Linked DNA regions of Arabidopsis thaliana: region 2 is linked to region 1. Evidence: chromatin contacts called from public targeted proximity ligation data. All regions are on one chromosome and are shown on one strand. The core of a region is the stretch at or near the end of the contact, and the rest is flanking DNA. Distances in the headings are between cores, read along the strand shown. Region 1 holds the start of AT1G66130 (NAD(P)-binding Rossmann-fold superfamily protein). Region 2 holds the start of GSR2.

Region 1 (3,874 bases), core at 1,262-3,761:
TAGTATAATCGCATCTTCTTGTTTTTGCAGCATATATATCATTTACTACTTTTACAATATAGCTTCCATTCCTCTAAAAGGTCCTTTAATATCATGTTTCTGTTATAAACTCAAAAAGAAAGTGAGATTGTGACTTGTGTACTTAGAGCTTTAGATTGTTTCTATGACAGTTTCCAAAAGTTTAGGCACTGCCAGCATGCAATCCATTGGTTATGCTACAAATATTAAATTTTGTTATCTATCACTCTCAGTCATATGTTTTAAGGCCTCTCACAATTTGCTATATATAATATGGATTTCCAAATCTTTATTGCCACACATCCACTCATACAAGATGGATAATCTAGTGTTATGTGAAGCAAACAATGTTCCTCTAACGCCCATAACGTTCTTGAAGAGAGCTTCGGAGTGTTATCCCAACCGAACTTCGATAATCTACGGGCAAACTCGCTTCACTTGGCCTCAGACTTATGACCGTTGCTGTCGTCTAGCTGCTTCTCTCCTCTCTCTTAACATCACCCGAAACGACGTTGTAAGAATTTTTATTTTGCCTTCTGATACTTATATTGGACTTTTTATTATATGCCTTTCCGAGTTACTCGTGCTCACGTGTCATAATCAGCATATGAACCACATGACTTCTCTTTTTCTTTCGTTTTAGTTTTATATCTACTGATGACTATCATATTGCTTGTATCATCCTTACTTTTCTTTAGGATGGTACTTATATTTAACGTTAACGTGTATGATGAATCTTTGTTTAGGTCTCGATTTTGGCCCCAAACGTACCTGCCATGTACGAGATGCACTTTAGCGTTCCCATGACCGGAGCCGTACTTAACCCCATTAACACCCGTCTTGACGCCAAAACCATAGCCATCATTCTCCGCCACGCCGAGCCAAAGATCTTATTTGTGGACTACGAGTTTGCTCCTTTGATCCAAGAAGTCCTCCGTCTCATACCCACTTACCAGTCACAACCGCATCCGCGGATCATATTAATTAACGAGATTGATTCCACTACAAAGCCTTTCTCCAAGGAGTTAGACTACGAGGGTCTCATCCGAAAAGGAGAACCTACGCCATCCTCCTCCGCAAGCATGTTCCGTGTCCACAACGAGCATGACCCTATCTCCTTGAACTACACGTCAGGTACCACGGCAGACCCAAAAGGTGTGGTGATTAGCCACCAAGGAGCCTACTTGAGCGCTTTGAGCTCCATTATTGGCTGGGAAATGGGGATTTTCCCTGTCTACCTCTGGACACTACCTATGTTTCATTGCAATGGATGGACGCACACGTGGTCCGTCGCTGCTCGTGGTGGTACTAATGTATGCATCAGACATGTCACTGCTCCAGAGATCTATAAGAACATAGAATTGCATGGCGTGACTCACATGTCATGTGTTCCTACGGTCTTTAGGTTTCTCCTTGAAGGAAGTCGAACCGACCAGTCACCCAAGTCCTCGCCGGTTCAGGTGTTGACTGGAGGTTCTTCTCCTCCGGCTGTCCTTATAAAGAAAGTTGAGCAGCTGGGGTTTCACGTGATGCATGGCTATGGGCTTACAGAGGCCACCGGCCCGGTTCTCTTTTGTGAATGGCAAGACGAGTGGAACAAGTAATATATATAACCATTCTGATTTTACATAATATACTACAATCTTTTATATATAATCATATTGAAGATAACAATTTTTTATTATAAAAATCCAAAATAGACTACCAGAGCATCAACAGATAGAGCTACAACAAAGGCAAGGTGTAAGGAACCTAACCCTAGCCGACGTTGACGTGAAGAACACGAAAACTCTAGAGAGTGTCCCACGCGACGGGAAGACAATGGGAGAAATTGTTATTAAAGGAAGCAGCCTAATGAAAGGGTATCTAAAGAATCCTAAAGCAACATCTGAAGCATTTAAACACGGATGGCTTAACACGGGAGACATAGGTGTGATTCATCCTGATGGATATGTAGAGATCAAAGATCGATCCAAAGACATCATAATCTCGGGAGGTGAGAACATAAGTAGTATTGAGGTCGAGAAAGTTCTTTACATGTATCAGGAAGTGCTCGAGGCTGCGGTTGTAGCCATGCCTCATCCTCTATGGGGTGAAACCCCGTGTGCGTTTGTTGTTCTAAAGAAGGGTGAAGAGGGATTGGTGACTAGTGAAGGAGATCTCATTAAATATTGCCGTGAGAATATGCCGCATTTTATGTGTCCGAAAAAGGTGGTGTTCTTTCAAGAGCTTCCAAAGAATAGTAACGGAAAGATCCTAAAGTCTAAGTTGAGAGACATCGCTAAGGCATTGGTGGTCAGGGAGGACGATGCCGGCTCCAAGAAAGTTCATCAACGCAGTATCGAACACGTTAGTTCGAGGCTTTAGCGTTACTATTCATCGATGTGTTTATGTATATGCGTATGTTTGGATTGATATGTTTCTTAGTTTACATGTATGGATTGTTAAATTTACGCTAATAATTAAAATGAAGTTATTCAACAAATATTGCATCTTTTATTTGTCTAAAAAAATGGTAAGACAAAAAGAGGAAAAAATTCCACGTGGATTCAACAAAATAAAATTGAAGAAGATAATCTCAAAATTCTTAAGGCTCAGGATTCGCCACTTGGAAAACATTCATATCTCTTCACTTTCACTAGAACACAGCTCCTGAAGCTGAAGAAGTAGAAAAAAAAAACATTGCGACAACATAACAAAAACAAAAGAACACAACATGAGTGACACTAAAACGGTGCGTTTTGGTCTTCTTGGATGTATCAGATTCGCATCAAAGTTCGTCAGAACAGTAACAGAATCCTCAAACGCCGTCATTATCGCCATCAGCGATCCATCACTCGAAACCGCAAAAACCTTCGCCACCGGGAACAATTTATCGCCGGAGACCGTCACGATATACGGAAGCTACGAGGAGCTTTTAAACGATGCAAACGTCGACGCCGTTTACTTGACGATGCCGGTGACGCAACGAGCGAGATGGGCTGTGACGGCGGCAGAGAAGAAGAAGCATGTTCTTGTTGAGAAACCACCAGCTCAAGACGCGACGGAGCTGGAGAAGATTGTGGAGGCGTGTGAATATAACGGTGTTCAGTTTATGGACGGTACGATTTGGTTGCATCATCAACGGACGGTTAAGATTAGAGATACGATGTTTGATTCTGGATTGCTTGGAGATGTTCGCCACGTAAGCGCTCTGCCTTTTTATTCAAATTGCAAAATTGGTCCATAGAATCTTTGACTTTATTTATTGCCCCACATATAAGTTAGAATAACACATAAAACCTTTCAATTGTACTAGAACTAGAGTAGAGTTTTTAAGGTGTTCAACGTGTAAGATGTTGTTTCGAATGATAACGAACGATAGGTTTCGTCACTTAGTTTAAGTTATATTAAACTATTCATGAGCATACGTTGAAGGATTGAATCTAATCTATAATGTTTCACTTATCATTACGCCTAAAGTATATATGAAACATTCTCTGACACATGTTGCAGATGTATAGCACGATGACCACTCCGGTACCGGAGCAAGTATTGGAAAGACTGACTAAAGAAGCTATGGGTTTAGCCGGAGCTATCGGAGAGCTTGGATGGTATCCTATAGGCGCAGCTTTGTGGGCTATGTCTTACCAAATGCCGATATCGGTCAGGGCTCTTCCCTCCTCTGTCTCCACAAACTCGGTTGGCACTATCTTGTCCTGCACTGCCTCTCTTCAGTTCGGTTCAACTGCAACCACAACCGCAATCGTTCATTGCTCTTTCCTCTCTCAACTTTCAACGGACTTAGCTATCTCAGGTTCTTACCATTGTCTTTATTATACCATAAGTTGAAATAGAAATAGTAATAGTCTAGGGG
Region 2 (3,789 bases), core at 610-3,109, 43 kb after region 1:
GTCTCAAGCCAAGCTTCTCGATCGCCTTCTTGATTATCTCGTATCCTCCTTCTTCCCTCATTGATTTAGTACTGAAATAAAAACGTTCACCATTTTCTTGAATGTTCTCACAAACATTGTAATGATCTAACAAGAGAAAAGATTCATGATTCTTTTTACCTGTAATTGGTGTGAGCACCAGCTCCATTCCAGTCACCAGGAATAGGTTTTGGGTCAAAAGATACAACCACACCAGCAATCTCTGTGATCCTCTGTTTTTAAAACCACCAAAACTTGTGTTATAAGTTTATATTTCCTTAAAGAGATCAACAAGAATCGAAAAGTGAATGGTTTTAAATTATACCTCCAAAATGTAACGAGCGATCCATATTTCATCAGCAGCTGAGATACCGACCGATGGGCCGACTTGGAACTCCCATTGTCCCGGCATGACTTCTCCATTGATCCCACTGATGTTGATTCCAGCATACAAAGAGGCTTTGTAGTGAGCATCAACAATGTCTCTTCCAAAAGATTTGTCAGCTCCAATACTGCAGTAGTATGGTCCCTGCAAGAGTGCAAGAGATAATTCAGAAGCCAAGAACGGAGAATCGAAAAAGAGCAGTAAACAAACGAAAAAACTCCGCAAAAACGGAATGTACCTGAGGGCCAGGGAAGCCACCAATGGGCCATCCAAGAGGCCAGTTCACATCCTTCTGCAACAAAGTGTATTCTTGTTCGATTCCATACCTAATTAACCGGAAAAAAAATCAGCGATCTACGACCACCGCAAGAAAGCGAAAAAGCTATATAAAAAGAACAGGGGAATTTGGATTAACCATGGCACTTCAGCAATAACATCAGGGTTAGCAAAGATCTCAGCCGCAGCATGTCGCTTGTTAGTAGGGATTGGCTCTCCCGCTGGAGTGTAAGCATCACACATAACCTGATCAAACCGATAAAAAACGTTAATCTTTAACCGCTAAAAACAGAACATATAGCAAGAAAAAAAAAAAAAAAGTTTAAACTCACAAGGATGTTGTTGCCTCTACGGAATGGATCTTTGAAAATTGCTTGAGGGCTAAGAAACACAAATACAACAAATATTATTAAGAAAGTAAACAAAAAACAAAAGAGATGGATCTTTAGAGAAAATCTTGAAGAGACTTTTTTTTTTGGTTTTAATCTTGAAGAGACTTACTATAAGATCACTTCACTGTCTTGACCAGGAGCTTGACCAGTGCTTGAACCATCATAGTTCCACTTTGGAAGTTTTGATGGATCGGTCACAGGTCCAGGGAGAGTCTGCAGGCAACAAACCAGAGTCTTAGTAATTCAATCGAATCAAATCTCTCCGAGAAAAGTTACAATTTGTCAAAGAAATTATAGTTAAAGAAAGATTAAATTACCCTGGCTTTGCTTCTCATGTCCATACCAGAACCACCAACCCTATTTGAATTAAAACCAAATTAGAGATGTAATACAAAATGGTAAATGACAAAGATTGACTTTAAGATAAGATTGACTTTAAGATTCAAATCTTTAACTCAAGCTCTTGTTTTCCGATAAGAACAGAAAAAACCAGAGAAACTCAAATGGTCAAAAGCAGAGGAAGAAGACGAACCATATGTATTCAGCGATGATCTTTTCACTGTTGTCTGAGATGTCAAGGTTAACAAGATCTGCAAGAAGACTCATGGTTGCAAGAAGAAACAAGAAGATTGAATCTTTGTAATAAGAAGTAGAAAATCTTGAGATTGTGTGTTTTATTTTTGTTAATGAGATGATGCTTTAGAGTTCGTGGTTGTGGTAGTACTTATAGTGCAATGAGAGGATACAGAGATAGAGAGAGAGAGAAGGTGACGTGATACTCTGTTTTTGCAAACATTATAATATTATATAAAATATAATAAATTGTTTTTTTTTTAAACTAATGAAATAATTTAGTTTTGGTAATTTTTAGTCATTAATATGATTGTTGACTTATTCTAGGATTTTATATATTTAAATTCTAGTAGGTAGATAATTTATGTAGGCGTTGAATTTTTAATTTGTAAGGGTAGGTATTTAGAGTTATTGTTACTTACCATTTACTACTTTACAAAGTTAACATTGGAACGGAATGTTTGAACTTTGAATAATAACAAGAGAATTGGATGGTAATAAATTGATCCAACAAACTGATAGGTAAAGTTGAAATTTGTTGATAACAAGTGTGAGGCAGAAATTAAACACTGATTAACTTATTTTTATATTTCAGGTGGTGAATTTTTTTTTATTTTTATGGTCGATAGAATTAATTGATTTTTAAAAAAAAAATTTATAATTATTTTGACCAAATTTATTTTTTCATCATCTATTACATTATTTTAAAATTTTATTGACAAAATAGACCTTCAACCCATAATTTTGTTTAGCACAAGACCATTTTTCAAAATAGACCTTCAATTTTTCAAAAAGGATAAAAAGAGGCATTTTTCTCCATTGCTATTAGGTCCAATTATTCAAAAAAGAAATGGATAGACCATATAAAAGGATATTGTTTTAATGTTTCAATTAAAACAAAAACACGAATTTTTATTTATCTATTAGTGATAACGAAAGAACATGTGCATAGGTTGTTGTCGCAATCGAACCGGCTTAACCGGTTAAAAGATAAGTGGTAGACGATTGTACGGCTTGGGAACGCGTCGGACCTACTCTTCTCAAAGTTGTTGCTAACGCAAGTCTTAAGCTGCGAGCCTTACCCAACCATGAATCATCTACACACTTTTTTGTCGAATCTACACACATATTATAAAAATAAACAATACAAAATTCAAAGAGGGACAAAAGAGATTCGATTCTTTTGGGCAGAGCCCGTTGTTGTTTGTTGAAGATATATACTTTAATATTTGTTATTTTACATGATGAATATGTGAACATTCTAAGAATTTATGAACAAATGTAGCTCATCTACACCCATACCTTCTAAAAATTTGGGTAGAGCTGTGCAAATTTCTTGAATTTTGGGATTTCCCAATTTGATGGGCAATATATCGATTTTTTAGTATTCATAAGACTTAGAAAAATTTGGATAAATATGCAAATTTCAGAAAAACGGTAAGTATGAGTTATATTTGGACTAGATTTGGTACCGGAATTTAAAATTCAAATAGTTATATTTAGGTCAATATTTAAACATTTAAAACAGGTAAATACTTACATAATAATTTCAAAAATATTTTAACCAAAAAATTAGATATTCAGTGCTTAACTCATATTTTTGAAAATAATTTATGTTGATTTTCAAACTTCCAAAATGTTATATTATATGTAAATTTTCTCTAAGGTGAGATTTATGTAGGATTTGAAGTAATTATGTAAATGCAAATATTATACTATAGATCAATTTTTAAATAACATTATTTGACACATCATATTTGTATTGAAAACGATAACTCCAAAGGAAATCGACAAGAAAGAAAATGTATCAATCTTGATTTGTAACCACAACAACTACAATGACCATTTTAACTACGCTATGTAAAAAAAAAAACTACGCAATGCTTTTTTATTTTATCATTTATTAGTTACGCAATTTCATCGTAGGGATAGCCATAATTACACCCACAAACGCATATATATAAAAAAAAGAATTAAAAATATTAATTAATTAATTCAGTTATGCATGTTTAATGTATGCCTCCTTTACGGAACAAAAAATTACTTATATTTAAAGTGATCTCTATTTAAACTTTTTTCATTGAAACTTTTTGTACTCGTATTTCTTAATTTATTCAAAATGCATGTGACTTAATTCTATTAATT

What was found.
Region 2: a targeted proximity ligation map of shoot shows a contact between it and region 1, with 10 read pairs. A contact is called at or near these places in 8 of 26 Hi-C or Micro-C datasets (callus, cotyledon, root and 4 more), 1 of 2 datasets of targeted methods (shoot) and 2 of 3 other capture datasets (root and shoot).

What each region holds. Positions count from the first base shown.
Region 1 is chr1:24,612,306-24,616,179 of TAIR10.1, forward strand. It overlaps AT1G66130 (NAD(P)-binding Rossmann-fold superfamily protein), which reads left to right and starts at 2,512. Exons shown (of 3, transcript NM_105284.4): 1 at 2,512-3,202; 2 at 3,514-3,814. The coding sequence starts at 2,735. It overlaps AAE11 (AMP-dependent synthetase and ligase family protein), which reads left to right and starts at 315. Exons shown (of 3, transcript NM_105283.3): 1 at 315-532; 2 at 765-1,618; 3 at 1,719-2,500. The coding sequence starts at 335. The coding sequence ends at 2,385.
Region 2 is chr1:24,655,844-24,659,632 of TAIR10.1, forward strand. It overlaps GSR2, which reads right to left and starts at 1,860. Exons shown (of 10, transcript NM_105291.4): 1 at 1,604-1,860; 2 at 1,389-1,428; 3 at 1,181-1,284; 4 at 1,012-1,060; 5 at 819-925; 6 at 642-729; 7 at 344-547; 8 at 160-251; 9 at 1-71. The coding sequence starts at 1,677.